2 separate regions of the Capsicum annuum genome follow, and region 1 is linked to region 2. Evidence: chromatin contacts called from public Hi-C data. All regions are on one chromosome and are shown on one strand. Each heading gives the region's core, a stretch centred on a gene start, on an enhancer-like site or on the middle of the called end of the contact. The rest is flanking DNA. Distances are from core to core; before and after follow the strand shown. Region 1 holds the start of LOC107844457 (probable membrane-associated kinase regulator 4). Region 2 has its middle 20 kb from the start of LOC124887839.

Region 1 (6,051 bases), core at 3,444-5,943, 37 kb after region 2:
GCCTGGATTTGAAGGGAGAAATTTGCAAAACTGTCGCGAGAGAGGGGGAGAGTCGGTTGATTTGGGGTGTGGGTTGATTTATATTTTTGAAAAGATTAGAAAGTTTTGAAAATATTAATCAAGTTCACAATTAACCTAATCAAATTTCTTAATTATGTTTGACTCTTTAAGTTGATCAATGTCAACAATCATTCATTCAAGACTTAAATAACACATTTCTTTCAATTTTCTCAAGAGACTAGGCTAGAATATAGAGGAAGTATGTATTAGTGGTTGTCTTCTATTTTAAAGGATGCTTTATTCTGATCAATAACCTCCTATACAATTACATTCGGTGTATTAATGACCTAAAGTCAAAATCCAACAAATGACTTCAATTTTTAAGAAAAGTTAATACATTTATCTGTAAAGTTTATTTTCTAGTTTCTTGAATGCAAAATTATAAATATTTTTTATAATAATTTTCTTCAAATAATTCTTTTTCAATTAATAGCATAACCAATGGATGTATTTTAGCTCAGAAGAGGTGGCCCAAGAAAGTGGTACCATTTATTTCCTTACCGTACATAACTATTGTTGCCTTATATGCTCCTCCATCCCCGTTTTTATGAAGGTATTAGTGTACTATTTAGGGAGACAAACATACTTTGTAGAGAAACAAAATTTAGTTGATGAAAAGACACGTAAAAGTGAATTGTCTTAAATGAAAAATCAAGCTTTAAAGTTGATATTTAAAGGTAACACTTGGAAAAAGGTGGATTAGGAAACAATCAATCCTTGAATATAAAACAAAAATATTTTTTTGTACATCATTATTTGTTCACTTTTTTATTAACATAGAAATTAAGAAGCAGTAAATGGTAGAAATAATTTTATCATATTACCTTTGAATATAGTAAATTTAATGTCTTTAAAAATACATTAAATAATAAATTATATTTAATGCTAAAGATAAAATAGATAAAAATAAGTAAATTATTGATTGATCTGAACAAATATTATTGAATATCTCGAAATAAAAATATAAACAAATAAAGATGAATAGATAGTAGGAATAAAAGCATTCCTTCCCCTGGCACACAAGATTACGGACACTCAAATAAATCTTATGATCATGGATTAATTCCACTCTCTACAAGTAATTTATTTCGCATCATTGCGCTCACTCTCTGTTCATCTTTATTTATTTATTTTTTTAGTTTGAGATTTTAAATAATATTAGTTCAGATTATAAAATTAATGAACAATTTATTAGTTTCTATTCATTTTGTCTTTAGCATTAAATATGATTCATTATCTTAATGTATTTTTTAACATATTAAATTTATTATATTTAAAGAGTAATATAGTAAAATTGCCCCTATCATTTACTATTTTTTAATCCATCAATCGATAGAAAAGTGAAAGTGAACGCAGGAAGTAACTATTTTTCCATTGAAATTTTTCACTAAAAATTATTTAGTGGTTATTCTCACAAATATTTTAATTGAATCCATGAAAAAAGAAAATATGGTAAGTAAAAAATTGGGTAGCTTCCTAAATTTCAGTGTTTCAGTGAGAATGTGTTTTCAACCATACATATTTCTAATGAATTGATTCAGTAAAAAATGAAGAAAAAAATTATGTTTCATAACATAAATTTCTCATTAAATATTCAGTAATATATATATATATATATTTCTAGTAACGACTATATTTAGTGTAATGTGATATTATCTGTTTTAATCAAATTTCCACTATTCTTTGTCTATTTTCACCTCAAACTAAATACTACACGACCCACTATCAAAATTTGTGAACTTGTATGGAGAGTCATAGTGTGACGCCCACATCTCCGTATATTTATGTCCCCTAGCGCCTACTGATTTCTCTTTGCCTGTGGCATCTCTCAATTAAAGCAAATCGGCTTGTTCCACGGCATTATTCTGTTATTTCCGTACTCGCCAAATAAAGCATCGACTTTGCGCTATTATTTATTGTGTCAATTCAGCTTGTATGTTTTTTTTTTTTTTTTTTGGGTCAAATATATCGATAGCTTTTTAAATTTGATATAAATTTGATTTTGATATCTTAATTAAGTATTGTGCATTTTAAATATTTGAAGTAGTGTTTTATTATATCATTTTATCACCTTTTTGATAATTAGCAGAACAAATAAGTAGAATGTAATGCACTCTTCGATGATGTGGCAAGCAACAAGTAAAATAATTGCACATCACATTTTAATTTTTTCTTTAAAAAAATTATTTTAAAATCTTTAACCCCCCCCCCCCCCCTCCTCACCCTCCCAATCTCCTTCTCCATTCTTCCTTTTTTCACAGGAATAATCCATCCAATCTAAATTTGGATGGAGCAGTGGTGGATCCAAGATTTGTGGATCGCAGATGTTTAAAAGATTTAAACACATATATTGACACCCAAAATTTTAAAATTCTGCCTGAAAAGTAAAGCACTCATCTATGTTTTTTGGCTTGTTGGGTGTTTTTCTAAATCCTATACTAATTTTTATACATTTTTTATATAATTATATCTAATCTGCATCGGATTTAACGGGTGCTGGAATACCAAAAAATTGACTATAGGTCTGCTCTTGGGGTGAAGGTAAGTTTGACGGTGATATTAAATTCAATTGCGATGCAAATAATTTTGAAGGTGAATAATAATAAAATTAATGGTGATTATGTGGCAAATTTGGTTATTATACTAGTTTTGATTTTGTTGTTGTTGTAAGATTTTGTGTAACAATCATTGAGGACTTAAAAGAAGAATTTAGGAGGAGAAGAGTTTGAAAGTGTACTTTTTTGGTGGCATTATTACGGGATGATATAATTCTTCGAAAGAATATTTTTCCGTCGTATTCTTTCATATTTCCAAAAGTTCTTTAAAATTAGTATGTTTTTATAATTCTGAAATCACTGGTGGTAGTTTAGTGAATGATGGTGATGGTAATGTTGGAAGGTGGAGTTGGTGGTGAGAGAAGAAGAGAGTAAAGAAAAATCACAAAAGAAAAAAAGCTTATCAATGGTGGAAAGAGAAAAGCAGAAGGTTAAAAAAAATTAGAAAAATCATAAAAAGAGCTCTTCACGTGCCTAAGTTTAGTGCAATACAAATAATATGCTATGTCAGCAAAAAGTGTCAAAATGAGACACTTAGACACTTATTTAAGTGCTTAAAATGAACAATTACAGATTGAGATATCAAAATAAAAATTCGTGATAAATTTAAATGTTGACAATATATTTACCTTTTTTTTCCAGAAGATTTTACATCATCAAAAGTACCTCTAAACTTTAAATGCAGTTTTATGTGGGCCTTTTTTATCCCAAGCTACATCTTGAAATACATAACAAAGAACAAAGGATATTTTATTCAAAATCTACAAAAATGAGGTCGTTGTTGAAATCGTGATAGATTGACAATAAATCTTGAATCTAACTAAACTTCAACAAATATTATTATAATCTCCCTAAATATGTAGATTTAATTATGAATGGATGGACTAGAATCGAAGCTCCAAATGATTCAATTTGGATTCAAAAGCAAAACCTTTGGCGATTCTTATAGACCTAATTCATTGAAATTATATCCAATAAAATAGAAAGAACTATAAATCTCCAAACAACATATCTCTTGACCAATGTGAAATTTACCACTCTACCATACGTTCAGGAGCGTGAATAATATAACATGGGAGCTTAACATTGAGAAACACAACAATAGGAAATGACTGGTCTATTATGCTTTTACTCAATTCGAGAAGGTTCACTTGACCTTAAGCCTAATTCAGCTCCAAAAAGCTAGCTCATGAGATGAGAATTAACCAATTCCAATAACGGAGATCATAACTCTTTCCTCAACCAATATATGACTTAACCCTGAACTGCAATCTTGGGTGTTATCTTCAATGTCCTCAGCGTAGCAACGCTCGAGTTGTTTGTTGGAATGGTAAGGTCTAGTGACTTTTTACAATGAGCAACAGCAGCCTCAATTGAACCTTCAGTCTCTGAAGTGAAACTTCTGCTCCTCTTGTGGAAATTCAACTCATAATCAGAGTTGAAGGAGGAATCAGATGATGATACAGAGCCACCAGTTGAAGAAGAATTAGTTGAAGAGGAAGATAAATAGTCTGTTGGAGAATGCCACTTATTGGTATTTCTTGTTCTGGAAAATTTCATGTTCTTACTAGAATAACTGTTATCATTTGTGCAAGAAGATTTGGTGAACAAAGATTTGAGAAATGCCTTTGAGGCTTTCAACTTATGGCTAATTAAAGAATGTTTACACAATTTCTTGGGACTAATATTATGGCTACTAGTGGTGAGTTCTGTATTGGACCATTCAAAGGAGTTCTGATCATTTGGATTGAGTTCAAAACTCAACTTGCAAGATTGTGATGGGGAACCGATTGGGGTGATCAACAAGTTTATGCAAAAGCTTTCTTCTAAATCTTCTTCTTCAAAGAGTTGAAGTAGTTTTTGGTGAAGAGGAAGGAGCTTGCCAGCAGGGGAAGTTGTGGATTCTTTGTTATTGGTAATTGAGGCTATTTGAAAAGAAGAATTAGGAGATGATGAAAAGTAAGAGTAAGAGCTCACTTCAATGTCTATGTAGTCTTCTTCATCTGAATGGTCCATAGACAATGGAAGAGGATTGTTGGTCATTTGCCCCGGGGGAGGGGGAGATGGTACTCTATCCATGTGTGTATTGTTGAAGTGCTTATGGAGGGGAGTTGAGCTTGGTGAAGGGTGAAGGAACTTTGAAGTTTAGACGGTGTCAAGAGAGAATTATATAGATATTGGGTGAAAATTATTGTCACCCGCAACTTTGTGTTAAAAACTATTTAAGTTTTATGCATTGTTAGTGTACAAAATATTCTACATTATTGGATAAACTTAATCTGCTATTACAGATTAAACTAATCTTTCCATTTAACTTTGAATAATAGACATTTTCCCTCTCTTGTGTCAGTTAACTTTGGCTAAGTATTATGCTAAGACAAACAACTAAAAACTATGGTTGTACTAAAAGTTATTAATTTTATGACATATAATGATATTTAGATTGTAAGATGGATGAAATTTGTGTGATGTAAAATTGTTTGTATTGCTCAGACTTTCAGCTTAGATCCAAAATAATGTGATCATATTCAGAAAGGGAGAAGTAGCGAACCTCCCCAAGCTTGAGTGTCAACATGCTTGCAGGTGCTAATTATTTCAATGCAAACATTAGGTGTACTTCCCATTTTTAAGAAATTCAAAATTTTATAGTACTTTATTTCCATTTAAAAAAAAAACTCATGAAAAGTCTACTTTTTCTACTAATACTACTTGGTGGGTGTTTGAATTGACTTATTTTTAATTATTTTTAATTTTTAAGCACTTTTTATTTTTGAAGTTGTTTAACAAAGACAAAAAAATATTTGTAACTACTTTACTTTAAATTTTAAAAAATAATTAAAAAAGTCAAACACCAAACACTCCTTTAATTTTTTTGACTATTAGCTTTTTAAGTCGCTTAAAAAACTCATCCAAACATCTTTTTTTTTTTTTTTTAAAAACCATAATTATATAATGTTAGAAAAGAGGTCCCTTCAACTTTTCAATAAATTTTATTTAAATATTTGAATTATAATTTTTTATAAGTTAAACACCTAGACACATAATAAAGTGTTCCTATTGATTGGACTTTTTAGTTTAAATTTTGAAAAATATTTTGTGCGTACTTTCTAATGTCTATTAAGTTGTTAAGTTAAAAATATAAAATATATCACTTTCTTTAATTATATATATTAACCTCACTGAGTCATAAGATTTCAGTTGTATTTCTATTGAGGTTAAACAACAATAAAACATGCTTAGTGAGATTCCACAAATGTACACAAATCTTATCATTACCTTATTGAAGTAGAGAGGTTGTTTCTGAAAGATCCTCGCACAAATTCTTTCAGTTGATGTCGATGTATATGATTAAATGAGATGATATATTTTATGTTTTTAATTTAACTATTTAATCGACGTTTCAAAACACACACAAAAATTTTAAAGTTTTGAATAA
Region 2 (5,824 bases), core at 1,053-3,552:
GGAAATGTCATAACCATCCAAATCGAAAAAGTACCTATTCAAATTGCATCCTTTCTCTTGGTGTCTTTTCGAAAAAAAAAAACATCTATTCATTTTCCATTCACACCTCTTTAAAACCCAACAATGTACACAATGCACATATTTTTATCAACAAACAAGGATATATACAAACAACCAAATTGCTGAACAAGGGATCATCTCAATACCCTTTTATATATAGGCCTTAGTTAATTATCTCTCAAATAATTAAAGTATCATAGCTACAAAATCAAACTTTTACTCATTATACTACGTACCGAATCGATCAATCTTGATATATTCGATGACAATTTAGTGATGAACACCAAATTTTGCGTAAAACTCGCTAATTATACAAACCCTTGCAATATGCTTAGCCTTAACTAATCATATTCTACTTTGTTGATTAATTTCCTTTACTGCCTATTGCAGAAATGTAGGTTAAAGTTGCGTACAATAAACCCCCTGTGATTCAGCCATTCGATTTCGTACATAGCAGGAGTTTTAATGCGTCGAACTGTCTTTTTTACTTAATCAACACATGCATGCATCTCCATGCAACAGTATCTTGAGTTAGATATTTTTGAAGTTTAAATTATTGGACAACGCACTCACTAGACCAGGAAAATGGGATGGCATGGGCATGCAATATTCTCACTAGCTATGATAAAAAAGGAACAGTGTCATATGTTGTACTTCCAAGAATAAAATGTGCGTCTAATCCTAGTTGATGATATTGACACTTCATCGTTTTGTAATATCAGTTTTGACAGGTCTAGGATTATAAGAATATTTTTAAGCGTTTGGACGATTAATATTAGTTGAAGTATAGTTATTTGCCGCTTGCCAGTGTATATTCAACAATCAAAAGTCACTAAGTGCTCATTTGTATAGTCTGAAAAAAAGTGACTTTTAAAAAGTTCTTTAAAAGTGTTTTTGAAAGTGATGAACTTATTTAAAGAATAAGCAGTTACGTGTTTGGATAAAAGTGCTGAAACTGAAAAAAATTGTTGATATGTTTGGTAAATAAGTGCTGTTAAACACTTTTTTTGATCAAAATATCTGAAATATCCTTAAAGCTGTTAACCGAAATACCCTTAAAGCTATTAACAATATGTAGAGTTAATTATTATTAATTTTTATTTCTAAAATGATTCAAATTAATATATATATATATATATATATATATATATATATAATATAATATAATATTTTTATGAATGACTATTAAATTTGTGCGCTAAAAAAATCTTTAGAAAAAATTAAATAATTTAATGCTCGATATTTATTTTAAAACCTTATTAATTTAAATTCATACTCTTTCTTATCATGGATGAAATTAGAATTTTGAATTAAAAATATTTAAGATAAAAAATATTTCAATAAAAAATTGGTTTTCTTGAAAGGAAAAAACAATCAAACAAACAAATAAATAAAAAATACAGCACATAAATAGTATACATTGCCAGCAAGCTACTACATATACTTAATTTTTTTTTATATATTGAATTAAAATATTATTAATATAAAAATATTATCATTTGTCTGAATTAAAATTTTATTAAAATTAAACTATTATTAAATTTTAATATTAAATTTTTTAAAATATTATTATTAAAATTTTAAAATATTATTAGAATTTTATTAAAATATTATTAAAGTTTTTATTAAAATTAAAATATGATTAATATACAAATATTTTTTTTTATATATTGAATTAATATAAAATACTTAAAAATATTATCGTTTGTTTGAATATTATTAATTATTTTGTAAAATATTTATTGTTACAAAAAAATATAGTTTAATATAATATAAAAAACTAAATTAAAAAAAGTTAATCGTTATAAAAATTGCTATAGATCATGAATGTTATAAGTGAAAATTATAAGAGGCACAAGAGAATAATTTTGGAATAAGTGAAAATTATAAGGGATACAAAGGTCATTTACTCAGTCAACTTTCAATGAATTATAAGCTAAAAAAAAAAAGTAGGGAGTGACCAACTTATATCTTTTGGCTTGAAAAATGCCAAAATTTACTTTTTTTAAGAAATTATAAAAATTGCCAACAACTTTCAAAAGCAAAAAAATGATTTAAAAGCCATTTTGACCGACTTATAAGCTTACCCAAACAGCCAGTTGGGTATGTAACAACTAATACGTATGTCATTTTCACCAAATACCTAACTACAGAACATGTTTTGAAAAAGTCACACGGGCTAGGAACATGAGATGACTGTTCAAACGAACATATTGCTGTTGGACTACACCTAAAACAAGAAACCATTCACACAGTACTGGAGCAGGAACATGTCCCACATGAAGAAAAGTCACGTACGTAGAGACAGAAATATTAAAACTCAATTCAACGGCTTATAATAAGAAATTTTTTGTTGGAAATGAAACTTGCAATGTGCAAATTTAGTTTTTTATTTCTCAATGCGGATATAAGACGCCGAGTGAAAAAACAAAAACAAAAAAAAAAGGAGAAAAAGTTCTTTCACTAAATGCATGTGGCACATTTTGAATTTTATTTGGGCATGAGGTACAATTCGACGGAATTCAGAAATTTTAGTCCAACTTTGATATTTGTCTTAAGAGATCCATGATTCCATTTAGTATGTCGGTCAGGGCATTAACTTGAGGTCCCAGGTATATTTAGACCACTTTTGGCTCTAAATATTTTTTGAAGAACAGTACTTTTCTTCCATACCTAACACATCTGTAATGCCTCCTATAGCTATTCAATAGTATGCGTCAACTGACGTATTTGGGTTTCTTCAATTAAAAAGGTAGTTTGAGATTTCGATTTTATGGAACATATATAACTATGAATTGATAGTGAGATTCCGGTGAGAGAGAAGAGAAAGAGAGAAAGTGGAGGAAGATGAACTGGTTCGTAAAGAATGTGTAACATGATAATCATACAGAATAACCTAGCTATAAGATAGAACCAGAGCTACGATATCATGTAGAATATTATAGGATAATATTGAGTGTAAAAATACAACTCTCTATATTTTTTCTCTTCTTCACTTCATTATATATCGTGCCTTCTCTATCCAGGTTGAGCAAGAATGGACTTTAGAATATATCCTAATTATGTCAATGTTTAAACGGTAATCCTAAACTATGTAGGCTCTACAATAACATAAGGAAAATATTGCTTGGTGTTGGTAATTAAATTGTTGGGGGTGTTCTTTTTCAAAATTGTACTATTGTACAATGTACACTCTAGAAACATTTTTTGTTTTAAAAAAATTGTGCTAATTTTTCATTAAAAAAAAATAAGTACCAAGATAACTTAGGACATCAGTGCATTTTGTGTATGTATGAAGTTGATAAATCTGGCAATACCTAAAATTGTGATTCCACGATCCAGGGCACAAGCCAAGGAGGTGATCAAACCCACTTCGACTTATAAATATTACAATATATGGGGCTAAATTTTTTTTTTTTTTTAATGCATACATACTACATAGGGAAAAATTGGCAAAAAATACCTTTCTTAAAACTATTTTGTCAAAGGAACATTAAATTTCTTTTTGAATTATTTTTTAGGATTAATATGTAAAAACTGTGTAAAAGTTGAAAAAAGTAGGGCCACATGTGGGCCAAGGGACCATTGTATCATTTTTCTAACTTTATAATTTTAACATAATACACTAACACCCATCCACTTATTTCAATATAAAAAAAAAATCTTCTCTCTCCTCTTAAATTGTCTCCCAACTCCCGCTTTCAAGAACTCATCTCCCCAAATGCTATTTTCATTTTTCCTTCTTCTACAGCTGCTAAGAGCTCGTTGTTGCTTCATAAGGTTAGTTAAAATCATGTTTCGATCATTTGTAGATTCATTTAAACAGGTTCTTTGCTAATCGATTCGTAGTGGTGTAGAATTTTCTTTTTTTTCGAATTTGATTGATTAAGAAGTTTTGGTTTAGTTTTTTTTTTTTTTTAGCAAAGAAGTGTTGAATGGTAGGGTAATCGTTAGTTGAAGAGTTATTTTGACATTTTGATTCAAACAATGACCTGTTTCTATCCGTAGACCCGTGATCTATGAAATTGACTCGTGGTCTATGAAATCAGAATGTCCTAGATTGAAATCAATTTTTAGACGTATGAAATTCTTTTGAAATATGATTGCTGAAATAGTGAAAATTGAAAGATTAATAACTAATTAGTTTGATTAGGTGCACTAGTTTGATTTTTAGCAATTGTTGTGTTTTGATACTGCATATTAGATTTTGGTTCAGTTATTGATGTGTGTAGTGAACTGTTTGATGGTGGAAGAGTTATTTTAGCATTTTGATTCAAACAGTGACCTGTTTCTGTCCGTAGACCCGTGGTCTATGAAATGAGAATGCCTTAGATTGAAATCAATTTTTAGACGTATGAATTTTTTAAAAATATGATGGCTGAAATTGTAAAAATTAAAAGATTAATAGCTAATTAGTTTGATTAGGTGCACTAGTTTGATTTTAATATTGCATGTTGGATTTTGGTGGGGTATTTCTTTGTTTTTTTGAGGGGTTTTCATTTGAGCATTGACTTATTTTTGTTGATAGACTTGTGGTCTATGAATTGAAAATGAGAGATTTGTTCTGCAGGGGTAGATTGTGTTGAAAATGGATAAAAAAACCATCCATCATGAGGAAGAAAAGGAAGGTGAGAAAGAAGCAGCTATTGAAGGTGAAGAAAAAAAAGAAGTTGAGGAAGAAAAAAAAATTGAAAAAGAAGTAGCAGCTGCTGCAGATGCTGACAAAAGAAGCTGAAGATGTAATGAAAGAAATAGAAGACAAAGAAGGAGGAGAAGACAAAAAAGTTGGGTTCATGGATATCGTTGATGAAATCAACAATACCTATGCTGATGATGAGGAAAATGAAAATAAAAAGACATTTGAATGCTAATATTGTTAATGTGCTGAATGATCTGTCGGTAGGATATTTGAAACATTCTTTTATTTCATAGAATTAATATTTAATCTTTCGTATACTGATTGCATAGTCTATCATTACAATGCTGCTCGATTTTCAGTTGAGGTGTTGATTGATCGACTATGATTCTATCAAAAACAGTATTAGCATTATAGAAAAATAGAAGTATTATTATTTATTCAATATCACTACATCTATGTTACACTTTTCCAAAGAACGAATACTAGCATTATAGCACATAACATCATTTTTATGTCATTCTCCCTTTCTTCGGTCAAAATCAATTTTTGTTTTAGTTGATCCCTCTTTATTTGGGTGTCATGTAGCAATACTTTAAGGTGATCCCTTTGTTCTTCGGCTTCTTTGAACAAATTCATAAGAAAATCTCTATTTTCTTCGTATTCTTGGAGCCTTTGTAGTAGATTAAATTTTTTCAAGCAACGAAAATTTGATGTCTCGGATTCCGGACTCAACGTTGATGGACTGCTTGGAAGTGATAGCTCATCGAGCCATTTAAAAAACGAGCATGCACCATTATCCTAGAAAATAAATTATAATCACATAATGATTAACTTAACATTATAAAAAAGACATACACGACTCACCTTCGCAATTGCATAGTTATAAAATTTACAATCTGGATTTGAGTCTATGCGTAATGTCGTCAAGACAGCCGCATTCCCACAATGACAAATTAGAATCTTTGTAGAATTGAATGTTTAAGATGCTTGAGACATTGTAGAGTTTTTAAATAAAAACAAAGTGGATGAATAAAATAATGAGGGAGTGACGACTTTATATATGAAGTAAAAAAGAAGTGTTAAGTACAAAATTAGCCATTTATTATCGTTGGAACATTAATTTTA

Evidence for each region. Hi-C and Micro-C count contacts between places; a contact is called where the count stands out from the background.
Region 1: a contact with region 2 is called in a Hi-C map of bud, with 1.9 times the contacts expected there. The contact joins the promoter of LOC107844457 here to the enhancer-like site in region 2. A contact is called at or near these places in 2 of 5 Hi-C or Micro-C datasets (bud and pericarp).

What each region holds. Positions count from the first base shown.
Region 1 is chr10:177,757,462-177,763,512 of UCD10Xv1.1, forward strand. It overlaps LOC107844457 (probable membrane-associated kinase regulator 4), which reads right to left and starts at 4,694. Exons shown (of 1, transcript XM_016688869.1): 1 at 3,870-4,694. The coding sequence starts at 4,694. The coding sequence ends at 3,870.
Region 2 is chr10:177,722,744-177,728,567 of UCD10Xv1.1, forward strand. No RefSeq gene overlaps it. Among protein-coding and RNA genes, the nearest start is that of LOC124887839, 20 kb to the right of the region's middle. Within about 2 kb of position 2,303, at least 2 of the 5 cell types and tissues checked have an H3K27ac peak or open chromatin away from gene starts, as enhancers often do. A contact at or near this core is called in bud and pericarp, where this site is marked.